3 separate regions of the Mus musculus genome follow, and regions 2 and 3 are each linked to region 1. Evidence: chromatin contacts called from public Hi-C and HiChIP or PLAC-seq data. All regions are on one chromosome and are shown on one strand. The core of a region is the stretch at or near the end of the contact, and the rest is flanking DNA. Distances in the headings are between cores, read along the strand shown. Region 1 holds the start of Mb21d2 (Mab-21 domain containing 2). Region 2 overlaps Mb21d2 (Mab-21 domain containing 2). Region 3 has its middle 35 kb from the start of Mb21d2.

Evidence for each region. Hi-C and Micro-C count contacts between places; a contact is called where the count stands out from the background. HiChIP or PLAC-seq counts read pairs in DNA pulled down with a chosen protein or histone mark.
Region 2: a contact with region 1 is called in a Hi-C map of liver, with 2.6 times the contacts expected there. The contact joins the enhancer-like site here to the promoter of Mb21d2 in region 1. A contact is called at or near these places in 2 of 39 promoter capture datasets (both in liver), 1 of 15 datasets of contacts at CTCF or cohesin (the NIH/3T3 cell line), 24 of 484 Hi-C or Micro-C datasets (the 3T3-L1 cell line, the HL-1 cell line, the N1E-115 cell line and 11 more), 13 of 115 datasets of contacts at active chromatin or transcription factors (SST interneurons, embryonic fibroblasts, embryonic stem cells and 7 more) and 3 of 9 other capture datasets (adipose tissue, macrophages and pancreatic islet).
Region 3: a contact with region 1 is called in a KLF4 HiChIP or PLAC-seq map of embryonic fibroblasts, with 15 read pairs. The contact joins the enhancer-like site here to the promoter of Mb21d2 in region 1. A contact is called at or near these places in 2 of 39 promoter capture datasets (the C10 cell line and liver), 2 of 484 Hi-C or Micro-C datasets (liver and nephron progenitors), 5 of 115 datasets of contacts at active chromatin or transcription factors (bone marrow-derived macrophages, embryonic fibroblasts and embryonic stem cells) and 2 of 9 other capture datasets (adipose tissue and liver).

What each region holds. Positions count from the first base shown.
Region 1 is chr16:28,927,793-28,931,227 of GRCm38.p6, forward strand. It overlaps Mb21d2 (Mab-21 domain containing 2), which reads right to left and starts at 1,906. Exons shown (of 2, transcript NM_177718.3): 1 at 1,661-1,906. The coding sequence starts at 1,871.
Region 2 is chr16:28,884,187-28,887,621 of GRCm38.p6, forward strand. The region is part of intron 1 of Mb21d2 (Mab-21 domain containing 2); the gene reads right to left. Among named protein-coding and RNA genes, the nearest start is that of Mb21d2, 44 kb to the right of the region's middle. Within about 2 kb of position 1,510, at least 30 of the 459 cell types and tissues checked have an H3K27ac peak or open chromatin away from gene starts, as enhancers often do. A contact at or near this core is called in SST interneurons and liver, where this site is marked.
Region 3 is chr16:28,962,682-28,966,116 of GRCm38.p6, forward strand. No RefSeq gene overlaps it. Among named protein-coding and RNA genes, the nearest start is that of Mb21d2, 35 kb to the left of the region's middle. Within about 2 kb of position 1,585, at least 32 of the 459 cell types and tissues checked have an H3K27ac peak or open chromatin away from gene starts, as enhancers often do. A contact at or near this core is called in embryonic fibroblasts, where this site is marked.

The DNA.
Region 1 (3,435 bases), core at 656-3,155:
ACTAATTCACTGTATCGGATGAAGGGACCGTGCACAAGTCCCCATTGAGCCAGGCATTTAAACTTACTCTCCCCATCACCTCCCATGACTCTCCTCACCACTATCTCTACACACAGACAAGGGGGTGGGGGTGGGGGGCTAATATACCATAATGGCAGGCAGTGGTTAGCTATGCCAAAGAGAAAGACCATGGTTAAGCAACTTAAATAACTGCCTTGAGCTTTCTGTGTGCGCGCCTAACCCCACCCCCAACACCCGTCTTTCTGACAATCACTGGTTTGGTTCTAAGATATGGAGGGCTTTGTAAGGGCTTTTACACTCCTTTCTGAAAGCTGACTCCCACCACATCGTGAATTAAAATAATAATTCAATTAAACAGTCAAACATCCAAATATGGATCTTTCAACCACATTCCCCACCTAGAATACCTAGAATATACGTGTGGAGTGAGCAGGAGAAAGAAAACATACTCCCGCGTTTAACACGGCCCATCCAACTTGCTTAATTCTTCAGAGGACCAGTGGACCACATTCAATCGGTATCACTTCGACTTGAGCTAAGAGAGGCAAGAAAAGGTATCTGGAGGGAATAAGGTAGGAAGAAACAACAGTGCAATCTCGTTAGATCCCAAGAGAATGCAAAGACTCTGTCCTGTAGTTAAAAGGCCTTTGTCAATCACAATTACCACTATCTGAAAAATTGACTGTGGAAACCTTTGGAGAGCAAGGCTCCTCCAGTCCAGCCCTGCTGAATGTAAACCACGGGGCCACCACTGCTGCATGACAGCGCTACACACTCGAGGCTCCCAGCAGCGGATGCTCATTCTACAACTCAGAAGCAATAATCCCACCGCAGGACGCCAGGGATAGGGTTGGATCCCCGGAACCCATTATTTTTCTTCATCTTTCCAGACCCGTCGGTGAAGAGCTGGGGGATACGGTGGGAGAAATTTTTCTAACCCAGGGCTGCCCAGAGTGGGAAACTTGAGCACCTCTTAGCCATCAGTAGGACAATACACAAAGACGAGGGGGACAGCGCTCCTCCGCGGCCAGAGCTCTGAGCTTGGTCGTGTTCAAGCAAGGAATTAGGAATTCCAGCTCAGCAACAACCCGGAGAAGCACCGGAAATGCTTCCGACCCCTTCAAAGGGAAGTCGATTTGCAAATCAAAGTTGGAGGCAACTCCGGGCGCCCGGACTACTTCCGCGGGTTACTCTGGAACACCCAACAAGTTTGGCCACCCGGGGCTCGGCGTGACAGCGCCGCGCCGCAACCACGACAGAAGCAACTTGTCGCTCCAGCACGGGTCGGCCTCCACCACGGCCGCCCGGGGTTGCAGGAGAGCCGGTGTCAGCCGGCCGGAGCCGCTTGGGGACTCCCCAAGCCGGGAGGCGTCTCCCGCCGCCGCCTCACCTGCCCGCCAGCCCCGCGGCCGAGGAACCAACAAAAGAGCGGGCGATCGGGAAGGAGAGGGGCACCCCGCGCCGAGCGCAGCAGGCAGGAGCGGAGGGGGCAGCTGAGCTGGCGGTGGAGAGGAAAGGGGACCTCACGGAACCAGGGGTGACACCCCGGGCAAACGCCAGAGCGGGGACCATAGCTTCCACCCGCTCCATCACACCCGCGCACACACGCATACTCACACATCCTCCCCGTTCTCCTTACCCAGCATGGAAAAGATGAAATCCTTGGCAGTGTGGATCTCCAGCGCTCTCTGGTCGTCGTATTCCCGCTGGTCGTGCCTGGTGAATTCCTGGATGAGTTTGTTCAGTTCCTCCACCCGAGCTCCAGACCTGAAATCCAGCTCCGGGAAGGCAGGCTTGTTGTTGCAGCCCAGGGAGGCTGCCTTGCTGGCGGTGGGAGCCGCCATCTTCATGCAAAACGCGCCGAGCGGCGGCTCCGCGGCGGCCGCGGCACCCACCCCCGCCCCCCACCCCGCCCCGGCCTCCCGGCGCGGCTGGGCAGCCCGGCCCGTGGGCGGGCTGGCTTCTGGACGGGCCCCGCGCCGCGCTGCGCTCGGGGCGGCCGCGCTCCTTCGCGGGAGGAGCCCGACTGCGGCGAGGTGCGCGTGTGGCCCCGGCCCCCGGTCCTCCCGCCCCCGCCCGCTGCGCCGCTGCGGGCCCCTGCCCTCCTCGAGTCCTGCCGGGATCGGTGGCGGCGTCCGGGAGTGGACTCGAGCCTCCCCGGGGGCAAGGAAAGTGAAGTGGAAACAATGTGAAATTCACCAGCGCTGAAATCAACAAGCTGCCGGCTCCGGTGTTACGGAGCCAGCAGCAGCAGCATTCCCATTTAAAGGGACAGCGCACCCGGTGGGAAGAAAATAAATAAATAAATGGCAGAGGTTCGCGCGCCCGGATCACTTGCCAGTCCGTACTCGGGCTGACGCGCGTGGTGTGGACGCTTTCTTTCTCCACCTCCACCCCCGCCCCTCTTTAGGGGCAGGGCTTGCCAAGCGCATCCAAGGAGAAAGGAGTCTTCCTACTCTGATCTTAGGGCGGTGTCCCGGGCGAAAACGTGTCTGTGGGCGCCTTTCCAATGTCCATCCCGAGAACTTTAGTACCTTTGCTTGGTGGAAAAATATAAAATGTACCTTCTGTCCTTTGTCGCCTAGAATGATAAAATCAGCGAATCAAGAAGGGGTGCCAGTCATGCCGCGTATAGATACTTCCAATTAACCACTCAAGTATCCTCCTTACCTTTGCCCTTGGTAATTAGTTTGCCTGGGTAACAGCTCATTCAACTTAACATATAGTGCCTTAATGAGAGCCAACCTGCTCTCAGACAGATAGGAATCCAAATGCGGAATGTGGGGGAAGGAAAACAATGAATTGCCCCAGGGTACAAGGAAGATGGGAGTGGGAGAGGGAGTCTCCCTTTTGGCAAATAGAATTTGAGCACTCGCTATTAGCCAGACCGGAATGACTGGGATGAGTCCTGGGACTTAGCCCTCACCCTCACCCATGTCCCCACTGGAACTAGGGTTTTCAAGACAAGACTGCTGTAGTCCAAGTCTAGTTTATCAAGACCAAATGGCAGATGTGGTTTTAATGTTCATGTGATTCACACACTTAAGGAGGCCTATGGACCCCTAGGAACAATGGTGAACTGTCCTCTATCCCAGCCTGTGGTCCTATCGGCCCCTTTAATTTTCTTACCTGAGTTCTCATCACTGAAAACTCACATTACCTTGTAAGACCTGGACATCCAGGCCCTGCCATACTTACCCATGTGAATAGGATAACCATTACATCTTCATAGGCTGCTTTAAGAATTAGGTGAGATAAGACTGGACGGACACCATTTATTATAAAGAATGACACGTTAAGTAGCATGTTAAGTAGCCATTAGCTGTATCAGCTTCCACTGTTGATACAAACTTTAGGGTCCTGGGGTGAGTGTGTGTGTGTGTGTGTGTGTGTGTGTCCCTGCATTTACATACA
Region 2 (3,435 bases), core at 260-2,759, 44 kb before region 1:
ATACAAATTAAGCACAGAGACGAGCCATGCACCAGCCAGCCTCCTCCTGGGCCGGCATGCTCAAAGTTACAACAGCCCCTGCTCTACTAGCCGACCCTCTGTAGGTACATTTCCTCCTGTCTTCCTGCAGCAGAAGGTGAGGACCACAGGAAGGGATACCAGGCCCAAGCTCAGAACCCCAGACACATTAGGATGTGGAGAGGGAAAAAATCAATTAAAAAGGGAAATTAGATGACATTTGTCCTTAAATGATGGGTGGTATTCAGGGGGAAAAACAGATAAAGATGAGAGGTGGGACCAGATGAGGCATCAAGGGTGGAGGGGACAATGTGAAAAAAAATTAGGGGCTAGAAAACACTACTAAGGGGGCTGCATGGCTGAAAGACGGTTTCAATGAGACTCGAGCCAAGAATGCAGAATAGAGAGCCTGAAACTTGTGGCAACCTCTGTGGCCCTTAGACTGCTCCTTAGACTGCATAACTGGGGGTGGGGGTGGGGGTGGGGAGGGAGAGGGGATCAGGAAGAATCCATCTGGGGATGACCTAAGTTACATAGGCCCTGATGGAGGACAATATTCTGCTAAAGGTTAGGATGACTCCTGGAAGCCCATGGATCGATAGGGCGGTTCCTCTCCCAGCATAGCGGTTCTCTGAGCCAAAGCCATGCCTCTCCTTTCACTCCCGACTCTGCCTTGACATGCCCAGAAAGGGCAGCGGGCCTTCTCCAGCACAGCAGACCAGGATCTGCCACCTCAGGTCCAGACATGCCACAAACCCCTGGACAGAAACTCACCCTAATGTAGAAGACTGTTTTTCTCCTCTCTCCTCCTTTCTTTCTATTAATTTATCTATTCACTTTACATCCTGATCACAGACCCCCTCCTCCCTCCCCTCCTAACCCCTCATCCCCTGCTTCCCACTCCTCCTTCTAGATACCCACCCTCCCACCCTGGCACATCACATTGCATCAGGACTAAGTGCATCCTCTTCCACTGAGACCAGACAAGAAAGTCCAGACAGGTGAAAGGGATCCAGAAGCAGGCAACAGAGTCCAAGTCAGAGACAGCCCTTGTTCCAGTTGTCAGGGAACCCACAGAAAGACTAAGCTATATGCAAGTGCTCTATATGGGTAGGGAGCCCAGGTCCAGTCCATGCATGCTCTTTGGTTGGTGGTTCAGTCTCTCCAGTCCCCCATGGGCCCAGGTTAGTTGGCTCTGTAGGTCTTCTTTCTCATAAGTCATTTTATTTACTACCTTCCTTAATATTGTGAAGACGGATCTAGGAAACAAACACATTTCAAAGGGACAAAAGTCCTCACAAATAAAGGCCATAGGTTACTGACGGTGGCAACTGAGAAGCAAGGCACAGGATGCCTCTGCACTTCACAGAAACTGAGATAAAATATAATCCAGCCGGCATAGTAAATGCAAGTAGCATGGTCTCGGCAGGCAGACAGCTGCTGACTGTGCACAGCTAGGCTAGGCCCTGCACGGTGCCAGCCTGCCCAGGAGCCAGCTCAGAAAGCACCACCCAGGAGGAGTGCGGAGACAGGACCAAGGTTGGGGGAGAAAGCAAGGGACAGGGCAACCTTTTCCACTCATGTCCCTCTGTAGGAGGGCAGCAGAGTCTCCCAGGTGCCTCAGACACATCTGAAATAAATCCACGGGCATGACGGAGGGACTCGATCAATATTCTAGGGAGAAAGATTGCACACGCCAATTCTGCTTATTTCTCGTCCTTTATTCTGTTAACAAAAGCAGGCCGCTGGATAAATGGCTGAAGCTAATGATTTCTAAAGTGCTAAGTGGTTTGGAGAAGAGAGCACTGGGGCAGACAAGCAGAGGCGGAACACAGTGGGCACACAAGACAACTTACTGAGCCAAGGCAATTGACTTCCCTCGGCCACAGCTTCCCCTCTGAAAAATGGACCTCAACGAACACTGCACGGACCCAAGCTACAGGTACCCAAAGGCTACTGAGGAGCCACTTCCGATGTAAAACACAAAGGGTCTTTATTCCGAGCTCGCAAGCTGGGTCTCTCAGACTCTCCCTGTCCCGGAGGGTCAGAGTAAGAGTCCTGAATCTAGGGATTCAGGGCTTCTTGTTTGTTTTGTTTTGTTTTGTTTTGTTTTGTTTGTGGTTACATCAGACTTGGAGGTGTTTCAGTGGTTGACCTGCAGCTGCACCCAAACCCTAGCCCTCTCCAGTGCCCCGCCCCCATCAGTAGCTGCCAGAGTCTCTGGAAACAGTCTTCCCAGAAACAATCCCGGTAAGATACAGGTCAGTAAGTTAATATTTTAAAAACTGCATTTCTGGCGTAATCTGCAGGAACCGAACACTGGGACAAAACCTCCTGACAAACAGGATGGCTAAGTTATCTATTCTCTGCAGGATGTCTTAAATTATCCCTATGTTCCCTGACCCCCGCTACTGTAGCCTGACAGGCTGTTGCTATGGAGGATGGGTTGACATCAGAGACTTGTTCAGGACGACTCTGTAATTTCCCTCCTGGAACTGGAGTTTAGCCCCTAGTCTCATACAAAATGGAGTTTCTTCAAAAATGAGGTTGGTTGGGCTTTACAAAAACAATGTTCTACATTCATGTGCCTGTTAGCCTCATTTTGCAAAATAATTCGTCCCAAGTCATAAAGAGCCCAGAAGGTCCTCAGCTCGGAGGAAACCATACTCCAGATACTGGAACTAGAAGAACAGAGAGGAGGCCAGAAGTGGCATCTTCAGAAACATGAAGCTCCCTTGCCCCCCAACTGAAAGGAATAAGATTGTTATTTCATGTTCATGCTAATGGGAATGACATGACAGGAGCACAGGGGAACTTACTGCTAAGACTCAATAGAGCAAGTGAAGTCCTGGGTGAACGTGTGGACATCAGCCGGCCATGTCTAAGACCAAGGCCTCAAACCCATGGGAAATTGGCAATGCCTTCCCTGTGTGGGTCTGGCTAGGAGTTGGCAAAAACCTTCCCTCTGGTCCAAGTGCAAATAGTGACAGTGTGCAAAGTATAGGAGTTTACAAATGATTGATCAGTGTGAGGAAAACTAGCAACTGTGATTTCCTCTTCCCAGATGTTTATAGCCTGAGGATGTTGCCTACAGAGACATCCTGCTGAGACGGGCTAACTCCTCCCTGAACTGCACATAATAAATACACTGTAGTTAGGGTTCATGCAGTTGATACCACATCCTCAGAGCGATCATGACCTATGGGACCCCAGCTTTTCTATGCATTGTGTGTCCTTTCTTCAGGCCCTGGATACCCCAGGAAAATTCCCAGACAAGTCCTATACAATACAAATTTTTTTCTTAATTTTCAAAAATTTTTCCCAAAGATGCTGTTTAGTTATAAAATCGCAAGAAAGCAACTCCAGAGATGCTTCTCAAAGATGAGGTAGCTGTTTGGGAGGAAGGACGGAAGAGTT
Region 3 (3,435 bases), core at 335-2,834, 35 kb after region 1:
GGGTAACACATAAGGAATGGAAATCTATGAACAGTCAAGTTTTGAATTCTTTATTTCTGTGGACATGCTAATTGCTCTTGTCAGGCTTGAACTTCCTAGTTTGAACTCTTGTATAAAAGTCACTTTATAATGCTTCAGTGAGGATCACCAGTCAGATTTGTATGATGCCTGGTGCTCAGTGGGTGCTCCATAAACAATAGCTGGCTATAATTATGACTTGGAGTGTTTCAATAGGTAAAATGGACTTTCTTGACACTGCTCTGAAAAATTATGTTTACAAACGCATAATCCCAAAAGATTAATTATGCTACCAAGGAAGGGCTGATGTTATGCAAATGTTTTCCTTTGCAACTGCACTGGCCATTCACATATTTTCCTATTCATAGACAAAATAGTAATTGGCTGATATGAGCACTGCTGAATCCCAATGGGCTCTTAAGTGGGGAAAAGGGCTCCTCTAGCACAGTGTAGAATGGATGTGTCTATGGTAAAGGGCTCCACTAGCACAGGGCAGAATGGGTGTGTCTATGGTAAAGGCTCCTCTTGCACAGTGTAGAATGGATGTGTCTAGTAATGGGCTCCTCTAGCAAAGTGCAGAATGGATTTCATTATGGTACTGTGTGCTTTTTTTCATTTTGTTTAATTTGCAAATGGAGCCCACACTTCTCTAAGGAGTCTCTCTCTCTCTCTCTCTCTCTCTCTCTCTCTCTCTCTCTCTCTCTCCCCTCCCTCCCTCCCTCTCCCTCTCCCGCCCCCCCTCCCTTTCTCTCTCCCTCTCTCATGTTTTCTCTCTTTCATCTCAAGAGTTCCTTTCTCAATAAATTAAAGTCTGATCCAAAGGAACTTAGGCCAAAAGGCCACTATGAGTCAGCTGTATAGACACAAGATGAGTTCTTACTCGATTTCTCTGTCTACTATACTACCTCCCTTACCACCATCAGCAGCAGCTTTGGTTGTCCAAGTAAGGGCTCTTCGATTTCTAGAGAATTTACTTAAGCTGTTGTTAGATTTCTCTCTATATTCATTGTCATTGACCCATATAAAAAGGGAAAGCTTTAACGTGGTAAAACACCGCAGATTAAGGAAGACACCACTTTCTCACTCAGATACATTAAAAATGCACCTCCATAAAAAGACATTTTTGTAAGTTTTTTTTCTATATGAATAAAAATGCTCTGAAATGGCTAATATGCTTTGTTGTTGAATATAGTATTATAGGGCTTTTTTTTTCATGGAAAAGAAAGAGTGAGTAATCGGAGCACAAAATTGGAAAGACTTTTAGAAATTTAACCTAAGATCAAGAGGATAGAGAAGAAGCTGCCTTGAAGGTATGACTCAGCATTCTATCCATGTAGCTTTAGATAGTGTTGCATGTCTATTTTCTCCTAATCAAGCACTCTATTCTAGAGGGAGGAGGGAGCTTCATAAATCAAAAAGCTAAAGAAATTTCCAAGGCTCATGAAACACAGGATATTCACAAAGCTGCATGTGGAGTTGCAAAAGCCATACATAAGTTGCGGGTGAGAGTGGGCTGCTCTGAAGTACAGCTCCTTGCAGGATGGACAGGAACTCTAGGGAGGCCTTTTTCATGAGTCATCACGCCCACACGAGTGAACAAAAACATACACAGGAGGTGATTGTTTGCATATGCAGAGACATTTTCATATTTAGAGACATATAAAATATAGTCCAGTCATGGTAACGGAGAGAGGACTGGGAATGACAGAACAGGGAAAACATTATGATAATCAAATATGACTTTCTGGCAGTATAATTGACTTTGAGTCACTGACACCCCTGTAAACGACCTCCCTCACGCTCTTTAAGTCACCCTAATAAACTCACTGCTTCAACACATAGATCTGTGTGGAATTGTTTCTTTGTTCAGTTGTCACTAAGCTCTCTGGGGAGAAAAGATGTTTATTCTTATTTTCTCAGAAGAAAAAAAAATCACACAGCAGTTAGTCACTCTACCATGGACTTGCATTTCAACATATAAATGTGCCATATTTTACCTACTCATTTTTCTGTGATGGATACCACCACAGTGTATATGTATCTCATATATACACTTTGTGTACTCACTGGGGAAATGTTTTTCTAGGTAGTCCCATTGATAGAGTAGCTGTGTCATAGAGTAACCCCTTCCTAATGCCATTAAATATTGCCAGATGCCTACCCACATAGGCTGTGGGTCAGATGTAGTAAAACTGGCAAGTCCTGACTCTGTCGCCTCACACCCTCATCAACATTTGTGGTTGTCTTCTACTTTCGTTTTGCCATTTTAAGGCACATAGACTTGAGTCATGTTGGTATAATTTGCTTCTGATTACTGCCTCCTTTGTAGGCACCACTCTTGTTACCCACTTAAGACAGTCTATCAACACATCACTCCTGTCTCAGTTAGGGTTTCTATTGCTCTGACGAAAATATCATAACCAAAGAGCAAGTTGGGGCGGAGAGGGTTTATTTGGCTTATGCTTCCAGATTATGACCCACCATTGAAAAAAGTCAGGATAGGGACTCAAGCAAGGCAGAAACATAGAGGCAGGAACTGATGCAAAGGTCATGGAAAGATGCTGCTTACTGGCTTGCTCACCATAGCTTGCTCAGCCTGCTTTCTTATAGAACCCAGGACCACCATCCCAGGATAGCACCACCTACAATGGGCTGGGACCTCCCCCATTGATTACTAATGGAGAAAAATGCATAACAGTTGGATCTCATAGAGGCATTTCCTCAACTGAGGCTCCTTCCTCTCTGATGACTCTCCCAGGGTCAAGCTGACGTGAAAGCAGCCAGTACACCTCTTTATCCCATTTCAGTGCTTTCAGTTTAGTGTCTTGTATCTCTTCATTGGCTTGTGGGAGTTTCGATATACCTGTTCCAATTAGAGTTTTAATCTGAAGAGTTTTGAAGGTGAAGAAACCTTTGGAAAGTCACCAATATCGGCAATCTTCTGAGTTCCCTAAAGTCTTCCTGTTATGTTACAAGTAATTGCTACTAATCCATTCTGAGTTCTATCTCCAAGTTGACTGTTGAGAATAAGGGATAAGGCACCATAGCAAAGTGCTGTGAATGGTAGGGGGCAATCAAAAGGCAAACAAAGCTTGAGGAAAGGAGAGAGAGATGGGTCATTTTCATTGTTTGCCATCAGTAAACCACAGAAAGTAGGGCTGGCGTGATGATAATTAGAGAAGGGAATAGTTACCTTTCAACTCTCCCACCCCTGAAGATCAAGTATCAGCGATACACTTTCTGAGAACTTGTTATTAATCCACTTTTTTGAGGGAGGGCCTGGAGGGGCTCTATAGATTGAAATTTCAGTTCAAACTTTAAAAGATTAATGATAGAAGTACTTTCTGTAGCTGCCCAATGAATGTATAGTGACATTGGTTATGCTGGTTATGTGATGTTCTCTTGAGTGTGCCTTGT